2 separate regions of the Rattus norvegicus genome follow, and region 2 is linked to region 1. Evidence: chromatin contacts called from public Hi-C data. All regions are on one chromosome and are shown on one strand. The core of a region is the stretch at or near the end of the contact, and the rest is flanking DNA. Distances in the headings are between cores, read along the strand shown.

Region 1 (6,955 bases), core at 2,424-4,923:
GAATCTGCCTTCAGGATTCTGAAGTGAAGGCAGTTTCAGTAGAGGGCTTGAAAGCAGTCAAGGTGTGGTCTCTACATCATTGTGTCTTCTGTAATAAACAAAAATTGTGTCTAAGACGTTTAAATCCTTTTCCAGGAGAAAGGGCTCCTCTCTGGATGGCTCAGGCTTTAGACTCTTTTCTCACAGCATGAGGGACCACTGTGAAGTAGCCACAGATAATATGTAAATAAATGAGCACAGTCGTGTTCCAACAAAACTACCAAAACAGGCAGCGGAGATAAGATTTGTCTGTAGGCTGCTGCTGATCTCTGAGAACCATCTTCCAAGTAAAAGTTGAGGTATTAGGTTTAAAACAACAAAACTCACAGAGGACTCTTGTGTTTTAAGTTGGAGAAAGACGTGTAAAATGTGTATGGTTCCATACTTTAGCATACTTTAATTAGCTGTCACAGTCCTTCCTAAGTGCACGCAGCAGGGAAAAGGGCAACCTTTGCGAAGCCCCCCTTAGGCTGCTGCTATGTAGCTCAGTGAAAGAATGCTTGCCAAGATGGGCAAAACCGTGGATTCCATTGCTGGCACCATGGAAACACGAACCTACCTGTGCTTTCTAAAGTGGCCCTTTCAACCTGGAAAACCCCCTCCCAGCTTCCTTCTGGATTCCTACTCATCTTCAAACTGCTCATGTAAACCTACACTCCAGCTAGTTTAGAGCTTTCAAAGGAAGTGTTTAATCCCTAGAACATGGGTCATGAAGATTGGCTGAGGTAAGGCATGATGAACATTACATAGGGCACTGGTATTAATCTTAAAAACCTCAATCAAGTTTCCCTTTGGATTATAATGACTGAGATTATAATGAAGAGATACAATCTCTTCCTACTTTGATATTCTACAATAATTTCCTAGAGTGTTCATTCGCTATCTACACAAAATCTACACACAGTAGACTCTCAGGTGACATTTCTGTAATGGTTTTATAACATTCTGTTTTTAGTAACTTGAGTGAATAGAATACTATAGAAACATTTTTAATCTCCATTCAATCCATATTTCTTTACCACTGGAGATTAATATTTGCCTGTTATAAAAGTTGTCACCTTTTTGCAAGTCTGACTTGAAAGGAATTATTAAATTTGCTGCCTCCTAGTCTTCCTTAATCTTCAGGGAATAAATACAAACATACAAACACACACACATAGTACACATACATAATTGTATTATTTAAAATCAATTCTCACTCTGGCTGGCCTGGAACTTACTGTGTGGACCGGGCTGGCTTCTAATCCTCAGAGATTCACCTGCCTCAGCTTCCTAAATGTTAGGATTAAAGGGGTCTGCCACTACACCTGATAATCAATACATCAGATACCTATTTCAGAGCTGTATGGTTAAGAAAATGAACAAGAATACTGAACTCAAACTTGATGTCAGGGTTCTATTTATTTCTCAGCAGATGTGTTTACATCTGATCTGTTCCTTTCTTAAGGTGTTTAGGGAACCTGGCCCAAAGTTGGAGTGAGTTATCGAGGCCAGGGGACAGGAATTCAGGTCTCCTGGGTATTTTTAATCCAGGAACACTGGCTTTCCAGATATACCAGATCCTATGTTTCTAATTCTAAGCCTGAAAAACTGAGGAAGACTCATTTCCACCTCTCCTTTTCTCATGTTGCTAATGAAATTCAAGATCAGAGATGCCTAGAGTGTCCCAATCACCAAACACAACAGTTTAAAAGGCAATTTCAAACACTCACAAGAGAAACACCTCCACACAGAATGCAGGGAAAGAGCTCAGATGCTCTTTTGGGTTTTGCGCTCTCTCTCTCTCTCTCTCTCTCTCTCTCTCTCTCTCTCTCTCTCTCTGTTTTTGTTTTTAATTGCTTTAATCCCAACACTGGAAAGGCATAGGCAGGTGTATTTCTGTGAGAGTTCAGGGATAGCCTGGTCTACATAATGAGTTTTAGGGCAGCCAGAGCTACACAAATAGACCATCTCAAAAAAAAAAAAAAGAATAAAAGTAAATAAACAAAGCATTCCTGAAATATTTTAGTGCTGGAGTGACCAGACCCAGGGCAGGGTTGGAACTGATCCATCCATCCCTACCCACTCAAGTTCACAAGTCAAACAGAGCTGATGCTCCAGGCTCCAATCCTACTGCACAGACTGCAGTTTATCATTGCTTTAACAGTCGGATTGCACTGCTTTAACCACCTTAATCTGTAAAATAAACACAGGAAGCAGACCAACAACAGCCTTATCCGCAGATAAACAGGAACAATTTACTCACAAATATTCTAAGTAACATATAATATTTCTGACTACACTATTTCCCCTTCCCCCTCCCCTGGAGTTTCAGACAATAGTACAGTCACCTTCAATGAACAAAAGGGACCAAGCAACCCAGACAGTTCACAGCCAGTACAGCATTTTTATCTTTCTGGAAGCTACCTATAAAAGATGAGAGCCACTGCTGGGCTCTTTGGGTCACACGGGGGTAAAAAAAACCGAGAGTAAATTAAGGAACAAGGGAACAAAGATAAATTATATTATTCAATCTAATAAAAAATTAATGAGAATCCACTGCGGGCAAGAAGACTTACAAGTTAGTTCAAAAACTATAATTAAAAAGCCCCACAGGGGAAGTGCCAAGAGGTACAAAGTTCTCTGGGAGAGAGCTACCAGTCTCTTTATAGTATCATCAGAAGAGACTAAAGCATTGCGGTAAGGGATACTTACAGGACCAACCTGACTGGGAAGAAAACAGGAAGAACTCTAACGAAATCTGTGGAAATGGACTGGGACACGCTACCTGCTTATCCACAGCGTGGCTAAGCCAGGTCTAGTTCAAGATCGTTCAAAAACGATACCAGGTTAACCAAAGAAATACAGAAGAAAGACAATCACGATGAGGGCGAAAACTGGAGGCGGAGAAGTCAGCAACAACTAATGTTGACTTAAAATCTTGGCAGCAACTCAGCTCAGCAAAACCGGGCTGAGGATTTTCTACCTCCAAAGTCCCGTCCATCATCCACCCTCCCGAATATCCCAGCTCTTCTAGATCTCTCCTATCTGGACTTTAGAAACAGGGTCATTTCCCAAGCCGTATGCCACACAGTCTAGTTAAGGGCCAGGGTTCTTTACTCATCAGCTCTCTAAACCCTGATACAAAGGACCAGGTCTGCCCTTTACTCTGTGTGACCTCGGACCCAAGTGGCTAGTTCTCCTGTTCTTGTCAGCAAATTAGCTTATTACGAAGAGACCCGGATCGGACTCGATGATTTCAGAGATTTAAAAATCTTGGCAAACCGCATATAGAGACACTGGACACTCGGTCCTTGGTGTAGATGGGGAAACTGAGGCACCGAGCACCCTGCCTAAGGTCATAACAGCAATGTCGCTGTAGGGTCCTTGCCACCGCACGGCTCAGATCCCATGACTTTTAGTCCTGGGCTCTTTCTCCTTCCGCCCAGCCTAAGGGAGCTGCGGGGGTCCTGGTTCGGGAGGAAAAAGGACAGCGAACACACCGGGTTTGGGAAAGGGAGGGGAGAGGCCTTACTTACCTTCCCAGGGCAAGCCCCACCGCCTGAGTCTTCCTCTCAGAACTGGATCCCTAACCAGGTCTGGACTTCTCCCAAGCCCCCGCAACTACTGCCCGGCTCGACGTGTCCCAGGACCGCAGTAAAGGCCGCCGATTCTCGCCCTGGCCCCGCCCCCTGAGCCCTCTGACTAATCATCGCTCAGAGTCTAGGAACTCCACCCCCTCGGAGGGCTGGCGAGGCCTTGCGTCACTGGGAGCTCACCTCCTCATTTGCCTTTGCTCCACCTTCTCTACCGCTGGTCTCCTCTGGGCCTCACTACCCTGAGAGAGTTTGTCCTGCCGGAAAGCAGTTCGCCGCCACGGCGTTTTACGTTACCGGCGGTGACAGGCCCTGGTACCATCCAGTTTCCTCCCTTCAGCTGGGCGAAAGCCGACGTGATGTTCGGTGCGGGAGACGAGGATGACACCGACTTCCTCTCGCCAAGCGGCGGGTGAGTGATTGAGAAACTGGGCCGGAGCGCTGGGCTGAGAGATTGGCGGGTGGTTGCAGGGGTCGGTCTCTTCTCAGGCCTCTTCCCAACTTCCGGGTCTAGACAGACCCTGGTCAAGTTCCACGGCTCAGACTTTGCATTCTGAGCAGCGACGTCGGAATGGCCAATCTGGGTTCAGGACCTGGTACCTCCCTTGACACCCTTTTGCTTTGTGAATCACGGTTTCTCCAGTGAAATGGAGATGATTGCTGGGGAGACTGCCTGCCTCGGAGTTTATAAAGGAGTCAGCTCCTATAATAAATATGTGAGCTGTAAATTCAAGAGACTTTCTCTTCCCCGTGACACTTTGAACCAGGACCTGGTGGGTCATCTCTGGCATCCTTCAGAGGATGTTACCTTTTTGGTGATTCTCTGCCCTCACAGTCTCGGGCGGAATAGACTGCTTTATCTTCCTTATTTCCACGAGTCTTTGCACATGGAACCTTCTGAAATCTAAGCCCCGACTGAACAGAGTATGTTGCTAATTTCTGTCTAGCTCTCAGAACAGTAACTCCTGGTGCATACTGATTGCTCACGAAGCGCCTGAGAAATTACAGTTTTTAAGCCTTAAGGCTTAAAGCCAATGGGAAAGACTGCTTTCGTTTTCTTCTGCCTTCAAACATCATATATACTATCTTGGGATAGAAGTCTTTAATGGCAGTCAGGATTTCCTCCCCTTCTTTTTAATAATTAGCTCAGTGTTTTTCCTTGCATTGTCTTAGTGGACCTCTTGTCTTCCTTCAGACTTAACTGCAAAGCTCACATCTTTGCAGAGCCCTTCTTTGAACATCTGCTTTACAAGTTTTGTGCATCGTGATGAACCTGCTTAAGGAATGACTGACACATCAATATGCCAATCATCCTACCAATAATATCTAGAATACTGGGCATTCAATATAGGAGTGACCATAAAATGACGGGCTTTCTTTTGATTTTTTGTGTGTGTGTGTGCGTGTGTGTGCGCGTGTGTGCGTGTGTGTGTGTGTGGCGGGGGTATATGTATGTTGTGAAGATCTTTGTCGAGGACAGAGGTTCAGTATCAGGGGTCCTTCTCTGTAGACTTCCACTTTATTTTTTTGAGACAGGTTTTTCTCACTGAACTCGAGCTTGCCGTTTTGACTAGACTGGTTATGGGATGCGAACTCAGTACAGTAAGCACTTTACCTATGGTTCATCTCTCCAGCCCCTCTTATTTGGTCTTCCGTGGTTAAGATCTTTTGATACCCAGTGAGTGGCTCTACATTGAGCTCCCACCACCTCATCCTCCCAGGTCCCCACCTGAGAATGCCTGTACCCACTTAGCTCCACTTGAATTCATTTAGTTGCTCCATTATTTTTGAGTTAATTGGGTATTGTTTCTTTTCTTTCCTATGTCACCAAAAACATTTACAGCCTCTGAGCTGTTGGCTGGATGTTCAGCCACAACCTGTTTTGTGTATGTCTGTATATGGGACCTTTTGAATATCTAAAGATTTATTTATTTGGGACAGGGTTTCATTATGAAGCCAGGGATTCTTTATATAGACCAAGCTGACCTTGAACTCACAGGGATCTGTCTTCCTACCCTGAATGGTAGGATTAAAAAGGCATGTGCCATCACACTCCAGCCTCGAGGTATATTTTAATTTCATAATCTTTGCTATGTGAGAGTATTTGAGGAAAGCTTATGAAGGAATTTTAAGGCTCCCAACTTTCATGCATCAAAGAATCTGCTGCTGACTAGGCAGACAGTGACAGTCATGTGCTCTTCTCCTGATTCCTGACCCAAGATAAGTTCTTCCTGTCTCAATCTACTTTCCCGAGAAGGCTTAACTAAGGATTGAAGATACTTTACACATATGACTGTGGGTCCTAGGCATAAAACACAGACAATTCGATGATAAAAGACTCAACAAAGAAAGGTACACAGATAAATTTTTGTTCCTGGTAGTAGCTAGGAAAACAGAATCGAACTTAAGGTTAAGAATAGGAAAAATGAGCCAGAGAGATGGCTTAGTGGTTGAGAGCACTGGAGGAACTGGGTTCAATTCCCAGCATCCACACGGTAGCTCACAACCATCTGTAACTCCAGTCTCTGGGAATCCAAGACCAACTTCTGGCCTCTTTAGGTACCAGACATGCAAATGGTGCGTAAACATACATGCAATCAAAACACTCACATAAAATAAAATGAAGAAAAGACTAGAGAAAGTTTTGTGTGCAATCTCTGATTTGGCTGTTCCTCCATTAGTTGTTAAGGAAGTAGAACATCTGACAGTGAACACTGCAGCTCCTTTCCAGTTCCTCTTTATAAATGCACTTTACTTTAAAACTGCTTCCCTTGGTTTGACTTAACCTTCTGACTTTCTTGTTCCCACTCAGGCTACTGAGGGCTAACTGAGGCAGGAGCACTGATGTCTAGGATGGCTGTTTCAATGACTGGTACTCTGCTGTCCATGTTCCTGGGCCTCTTCTCGTTCGTTTACTTGTTATTTGTTTTTGAGACAGGATCGTACTGTGCAGCTCTGGTTGTCCTGGTACACACAATGTATGCTAGACTGACCTCCAACTCAGAAATCAGCCTGCTTCTTCTTCCTGAGTGCTGGGATTAAAGGCCTGAGCCACCAGGCAGGGCTAGGTTCTCCAACCTTAAAGTCAATGGTTAACCTAAAAGTACTAATCAAAAGACATGTCTTCTCCTTCTGTCTTAGTCCTTTCCCCACCATTACGACTTTGAAATGAAGAAATAGGCAGATGTCTACTAGTTCATGTTTGACTTCAGATAATACAGAGAGAAATAAGATACAGTTCCTACACCTAAGACAATTTATTTAAGCAGTAGAATAAAATCAATCCAACAATAATAAACACAATCACAAAGCTTTTGAAAATTTAGGTTTATTTCTTTATT
Region 2 (6,955 bases), core at 2,552-5,051, 160 kb before region 1:
GGGAAGTAAGTCCCTATTACTTAAGACACAATACACTTCAGACGAGAGGTTCAGATTAACATGAAAGTCTCCTCCCCTGAGGACTGCCTATCATAGTACCAGAAGGTGTTACTCAGGCTTCCAAAGGAGGGAAGCAACCAACAGTACTACCCAGCTATAACGCCTACAAACCACATCAATGACCAGCATGGTGCCATAACTCTAAGGTTGCAACAGAGGCATGCATACCTGGTGGGAACCAACAACTCTAAAAGATCTTAAGACCCTGCTCAGCACGTGGGAAATCATGCCTGGTACTGAAGTCTTGTCATCTAATCCGGAATAGTGAAGTCATGGATTTTTTTTTTTTTTTTTTGGTTCTTTTTTTCGGAGCTGGGGACCGAACCCAGGGCCTTGCGCTTCCTAGGTAAGCGCTCTACCACTGAGCTAAATCCCCAGCCCCTGAAGTCATGGATCTTAAAGGAGAACCTACAACCATGCATTTACTAAACCAGCGCAATCCCCAACTACACTCTAAGTATTCGTCCTTTTACCCACAGAAGTGCGGTCCTCACCCCTCATGAAGGAAACTTCTCTTTGCATTTGGCAGAGATTGTTACTGAGAACAACAGCCAATCAAACTGTGGTTATAAAGCCCTGTCCCGACGGGTACATTGACAACACATTTCCTACAGCCCAGGCTCAGGGACTACACTAGAAGATGATAAGGTGACAGGAGCCAGGGGAGCACGGGTTTTGCTGTGAGGCTGTAAACTTCAGAAGCTACGCCCGCGTAGCCCCACCAACATAATTGCCTAAACATGAGCTGACCAAGGACAGCACCATCAGACATGCTCACAGGGAAGGAAAGCGGAGGAGGCCAACCCTAGATAAAGAACCACAGGAGATTGAGGAATGCCGGGATCTGAAGAAAGTTTGCCCAGGGAGAAGGGTCATACAAACTGATCATCCAATACCAAATGGTCAGCCCTGAAGACATACATACAAATAACATTATTCTGACTTAACGGTGTGTGTGTGTGTGTGTGTGTGTGTGTGTGTGTGTGTGTGAGAGAGAGAGAGAGAGAGAGAGAAACAACAAAGGAAAAGAGGCAATGAATTTGAAAAAGAAGGGAGGGGTACATGAGAAGGGTATGGAGGAAGGAAAAGGAAGGGGAAATGATGTAATTATATTATGATCTCAAAAATGTTTTGATTAATTTTGTAAAAATTGTACACGCAGGCTGGAGAGATGGCTCAGCGGTTAAGAGCACTGACTGCTCTTCCAGAGGTCCTGAGTTCAGTCACCAGCAACCACATGGTGGCTCACAACCATCTGTAATGGGATCCAATGCTTTCTTCTGGTGTGTCTGAAGACAGCTACAGTGTACTCACATACATGAAATAAATCTTTAAAAATATATTTAAAAAACTGTAGACGCGGGTTGGGGATTTAGCTCAGTGGTAGAGCGCTTGCCTAGCAAGCACAAGGCCCTGGGTTCGGTCCCCAGCTCCGAAAAAAAGAAAAAAAAAAAAAGAAAAAAGAAAAAAACTGTAGACGTATCACCAACCCCTACATATGACATGTAACAAGTACCCAGTAAATATTACCAGGCTAGGGAGATGCCTTAGTAACTAAAGCATTTGGAGGGCAAAGCATGAGGCCCTGAGTTCAAATATCCAGAACCCACATAAAGCCAGGCACAGCGGACATCTGTGATCTCATTGCTCCTACTATAAAATAGAAAGCAGAGAATCCTCTGAAGCTTGTGGGCTAGCCTGCAATAAGATTCTGTAAACAGCCAAAAAGAGATCCTCTTTTAAGGTAGAAGGCAAAGAAAGACCAACTTCCAAAGTTGTCCTCTGACCTCCACATCAGCACCATGTGAATGTTCATGCTCACACATATCTATGTACACACACTATACATAGAGAGAGACAAGTAAATGAAATTATACTAAGCTATTATCAATCTCCCTTTTAAAGATGCTATGCAGTCACTACGACTACCTTATTGCTCCTAATATATAATTATATTTTATCCCTTTATTTGGTGGGCATGGGTGCCATGGTACACACAAGGAGGTTAACAGGAAGGCCATCCTGTAATGAACCCAGAGACTACACAGCTCACTGAGCCATCTCACCCTGTCCCCTTTTTAACTTTTTTTTTTTCCGGAGCTGGGGACCGAACCCAGGGCCTTGGTTGCTAGGCAAGCGCTCTACCTCTGAGCCAAATCCCCAACCCCCCCTTTTTAACTTTTAAGGACAGTGTCCTTTTCTTCTTCTATTTATACTTATTGACTGTCAAATATATGAGAGGACCTGTTTGGGACATAGAGAATAGCAATAAACAAACACTTGGTTCTAAACAGCTTCTAATTTAAATTAGAGATAGGGATCTAGTGGCCTGGGCTGCACCTGGCCTAGGAGTAATTTATCTTGGCAGGCACTTTTAGCCCATGTCTTAAAAACTGAAATGGTCCTATAATGTTAGATTTCTGGCTTTTCTCCTAGATCAAAATGCCTGACAGCACCAGTTCTAGCTAAATGGTGGCTGGAACTAAGGCTTATGACATCCTTAAGACAGGCCTGTTCTAAGTGCAGAATTCTCTCCATCAGAACAATCCCTTAGCATCATCACCCTAAAACTGTTGGATCGTTTTGTTTTGTTTCTCCAAATAGGAAAATGTTTCTTTGTAACGTCTCCATTAAAAATAGGAAAAAGTCTTGGAACATGTTTCAAGAAAAAAAAAAAGAAAGAAAAATTAAGAAGGAAATAAGCATTAGTTCTCAGGAGTATTTTTTTTTCTGTGCTTAATATGAAAATTATACAACTTAAAGCGACATTGTAAATGTTAACTCAAGTGATGATGATTTTGATAAGAAAAATGTAAGATGACTCACATAATGAATTAAAAAATACTTTAACACGGGTTTTTGAATGAGAATACAATGCATTATTCTTACAGTCAAATGCTTTTCGCCCTTTCATTACCGAACCAGTCCGAATTGAGCTGCGAAGTCTCATCAAGCTTTTGAGATTGCCCAGGTTACTGCTGTCCGAATAATAGCATTTTTTTAAACGAAATTTTAGATAAAAGTTATTCTTAATACAATTATCACAAAGTTGTGAAGGGAATGAAATTAAAGATGGACAATTCTAATGCATAATTCGGTGTAGTAGAATTGAATGAAAAGCTACACTGAGTTCCGGAAAAAAAGGGATGGGGAGGGCCACTCAAGTGTCCGTAGTCCGCGATTTCGCGGGATCAAAGCAGATTCCAAAGGGCTGTGTTCTGAGCCTCTGGGGGCGGACAATACTGAGATTGCGAAAGCACTCCCAAGTCTTGGCCCCGCCCACTTCTTCTAGAGGCCCCGCCCACTCGTCGGTCCCAGTCCTGCCTTGTCGGGCTCAGTCTACGCCTACCCCTTCCAAACTAAGCACCAGGCCGCACGGTTGCCTAGCAGCGGCGCACGGCACGATGGGAGAATAGACGGAAACCTCAGAGAGTCAAACTTAGTTTAGTCCGAAAGCTCCAGCGATGTGTAGTAAGAAACAAGCCTGGAGTGGAACGTCCAGGATGCGGTGGAAGCGGATGGAAACCTCAATGGTCCGAAACAACTGCGACATGGAAAAGCTGGGCTACCCTGGAGACTTGTGGCGGGGTTGATGTAGCAGAGAAGTTGTGGTGCGCAAAGCACTGTGGGACACTGGCAACGTAGGGTAGGACGGAAGCTTCCGAGGGTCATATCTTAGCGACGCGGGAAGTCCAGACACCAGAACTGTCTGCGAGGAGACCTGAGGAGGAGGGTAGGGCCCAAGCGGAGGCAATGGCGGAGAGGCCTGAGGACCTAAATCTGCCCAACGCCGTCATTACCAGGATCATCAAGGAGGCGGTGAGCTGCTCGGGCTGGAGAATGGGTCGAGGGCGGACGTGTGCCAGAAAGTTAACAGAATCCGCATGTGTGTTCATCTCCACTCTCCCTGCAGCTACCGGACGGTGTCAACATCTCCAAGGAGGCCCGAAGCGCCATCTCCCGCGCGGCCAGTGTTTTCGTTTTGTATGCCACATCCTGGTAAGCCGAGCAGAGGCGGAAGGGAGGCGCAGCGGGATCCTAACCCTGCGTTCGTGTCCTGGAACCCACAGGCCCCAGTTCCCTGCTTCACTAGAGAGCGACTCACAGCTCTCCTGCAGCCTCACAAATTCTGAGGCAGGTTAAACAAGACGGTTGTCGTAGCCCTTTGTACGGGGAAGGGATGAATTGAGCTGTGCCATACAAAAACCCATTCATCTAAGATAAATGTGGCTTTTCCCACCCCATCTCTGGCTGTCTCATGTCCCCACCACTTTGACAAGCTTCTGAAGGGCTTTGCTCTTTCTTCCAGTGCCAATAACTTTGCAATGAAAGGAAAGCGCAAGACTCTCAATGCCAGTGATGTACTGTCAGCCATGGAAGAGATGGAGTTCCAACGGTTCGTAACGCCATTGAAAGAAGCGCTAGAAGGTATCCATGTGCTCTTCTGCTTCTTAAACCACGTGAAAGATGTTCATCCTTTGTTCCCTGATCACCTGATTTCAATACTACTGCCATTAGGTCCCATTCACTGGTCCAGGACTGGTCATGATTCCACTCTGTTGAGTTGGTACCATTTCGAATATGTGATATGGGCCTGTTTATTCCTCTGGTGCCTCACTCGGTTTGTCTAATTAAACAATAATCCCCTGCTTCCTTACAGCATACAGGCGGGAGCAGAAAGGCAAGAAGGAAGCCTCAGAGCAAAAGAAGAAGGACAAAGACAAAAAAGATTGCGAAGAGCAGGACAAAAGCAGAGAGGAGGAGGATGAAGATGAAGAAAGACTGGATGAGGAAGAACAGAACGAAGAGGAGGAGGTAGACAACTGACTGGAGAGAGTGGGCAGACTCTGACACGGTGGAAGGGACCCTCAGATACTGAGATGTGTTTATGTGAAGCCTCTCCCTGCAAGGCAGAGCCATCTTCCGCAACGGTGCCTGAGATCAAAATAAAAACTGACCAGAAAGATCAAAGCTAGCTAGCTCTTCCCAAACTCAGAGCGTCTGAGTTACAGAAACCAGCTTTGCTTCATCAGTCTGCAGGTTATGCCTTATTAGTGTAAGGGATTCCGAATGACTACATAGTTTGGTATTGCTTGTTTACTTAAAGTGTATAGCTAGCTAGTTTTTGATCCTATTTCCCTGCTCCTCCAAAAAAGTAATAACATGTTTCTTGCTGCGTTCCAAGTTGCAGAGTTGCTAACCGGTCAGGGGGAAATGGGGCTTGGACCATGGTCACCCTGTTTGACTGTACAGTAATTGACAATAGATATTAATGCTCAGAATGGTTGCTCTTTAGGAAATGACTAAAAAGCTGTGAGAGAATAAGGAAATCTCCTCACTCGATGGTAGCATTGCTTGGCTTCTGGCTTTCTACACTTAGCTTTGTAGTCCTGTAGTGACTGTAGATGCCCAGTGCTCTGGTGTGGCTCCACTCCTAAGACATATACTCTTAAATTCTGAGTGTTGGTTAGAATCTGTCAAAAAAGGGTGCCAACTCCCCACCCCCACCCCCCCAGAGATGAGGATTGAACTCAGGGCCTTGCTAGGCAAGCGCTCAACCACTGAGCTAAATCCTCAACCCCAAGGGTGCCAATTCTTAAAAGCAGGTGGCTTAAACTTGGCGGTAACTCAGTGCCTGCCACTGTAGAACCTAGTGCCACCTCTTGGAAGGTATAAAATCCCAGATTGTCTCTTCTCTAGTCCACCTCTCAGATGATGGCTGCTGCTTTTTATCCCCTGAACTCATAGCAAGTTCCAGAGACTTTATCTCCTCCAGGCACAGCCTTTCTGTCTCCATCTCTCCCGCCTCTGCTTCCCAGCCCTGCTTTCTCCTCCTCTTATTCATTTCATCTTCTAGTCTAGGGACTCTGATAAAGTGCAAGGTCCTCAGATTGTTTCCTCATCTCCTGTCTTTTAAAGAGACTTGAGAAGCACCTCTGACCCTGAAGGTGAGAGAAACGGTGCTCAGGAATGTGGCACCACTGCTGCAGCTTTGAGCGTGCCTGTTGGCCTTTCTTTTCCCCATTTAGTGCTCCAAGCACTTTCTCTGTCTTAGTTGTGCACATGAGGCTGACAGGTAATGTAATATAGTTGAACACTGTTAACTAGTCAGGGAAATACAGGGAAGAGTTTGTTGAAAGTGACTGGAGACTGTTGAGAAGATTTTAATGCTTTCTACAAATAAATTCTTGTTTAAATGATGACCCACACAATGTACTTTTGGAAAGGACTCACCAAGACACCCCTCTTTTACCCCCTAACCTCAGCACACATACAGAGTCCTGTGTCTTCTTGGGTTACCAGCAGGTGAATAAGTAATCACAATTTAAGGGCACTGCTCTTCCTGAGATTCTCCTGGTTACTTTGTATATCTCACTAGCTCCCACTTCCTAAGCTCTTCCAGTGTCTAGCATTGTTCTAAGTGCTTTCAAGTATCAATTCCTATCCATAGATGTTGCCTCTATTAGCTCTCAACCACAGCTCTGTATCTCCAGTACACACAGTTCTCAAGTCATATTCACAAAGAACCCCAGTGGTCCTTTGGTTTATAGGCTTTTTCCTTCACAGCAGAAACATTGTTTAATTCCCATAAGCACAGTGCTAGACCTACTCAAGTCCCATTTATAATCCTGTGATTTCCTTTGAACTCAGTTTCAAATGTATAACTATATGCCAAGTAGATCTTCCTAGAATATACCTTTGCTTTCAGTGAGATCAAATCCATAGTTAAACCTGTTATTCAAGGCTTGTGTAAGAAGGGCTTACCCTACCATCTAATCTCCACTCTAAGGCTGTCAAGAATTGGAAGGGGCTCAGTCACAGAGCACTTGCCTAGCATGTTCAAACAAAACAAAAACCAAACTCTTCCATGTCTCGGGTTTGTCCTGCCCAATCG

The links. A called contact is a pair of places that touch in the nucleus more often than the background predicts.
Region 2: a Hi-C map of mammary epithelial cells shows a contact between it and region 1, with 2.5 times the contacts expected there. The contact joins the promoter of Pole3 here to the promoter of Slc31a1 in region 1. A contact is called at or near these places in 2 of 12 Hi-C or Micro-C datasets (liver and mammary epithelial cells).

Annotation. Positions count from the first base shown.
Region 1 is chr5:80,827,558-80,834,512 of GRCr8, reverse strand. Slc31a1 (solute carrier family 31 member 1) reads right to left here and starts at 3,673. Exons shown (of 5, transcript NM_133600.2): 1 at 3,558-3,673. It overlaps Fkbp15 (FKBP prolyl isomerase family member 15), which reads left to right and starts at 3,948. Exons shown (of 28, transcript NM_001427372.1): 1 at 3,948-4,026. The coding sequence starts at 3,974.
Region 2 is chr5:80,989,588-80,996,542 of GRCr8, reverse strand. It overlaps Pole3 (DNA polymerase epsilon 3, accessory subunit), which reads left to right and starts at 3,801. Exons shown (of 4, transcript NM_001007652.2): 1 at 3,801-3,879; 2 at 3,974-4,059; 3 at 4,370-4,488; 4 at 4,721-6,955. The coding sequence starts at 3,814. The coding sequence ends at 4,887. It overlaps C5h9orf43 (similar to human chromosome 9 open reading frame 43), which reads right to left and starts at 3,195. Exons shown (of 14, transcript NM_001024346.2): 1 at 2,950-3,195. The coding sequence starts at 3,010.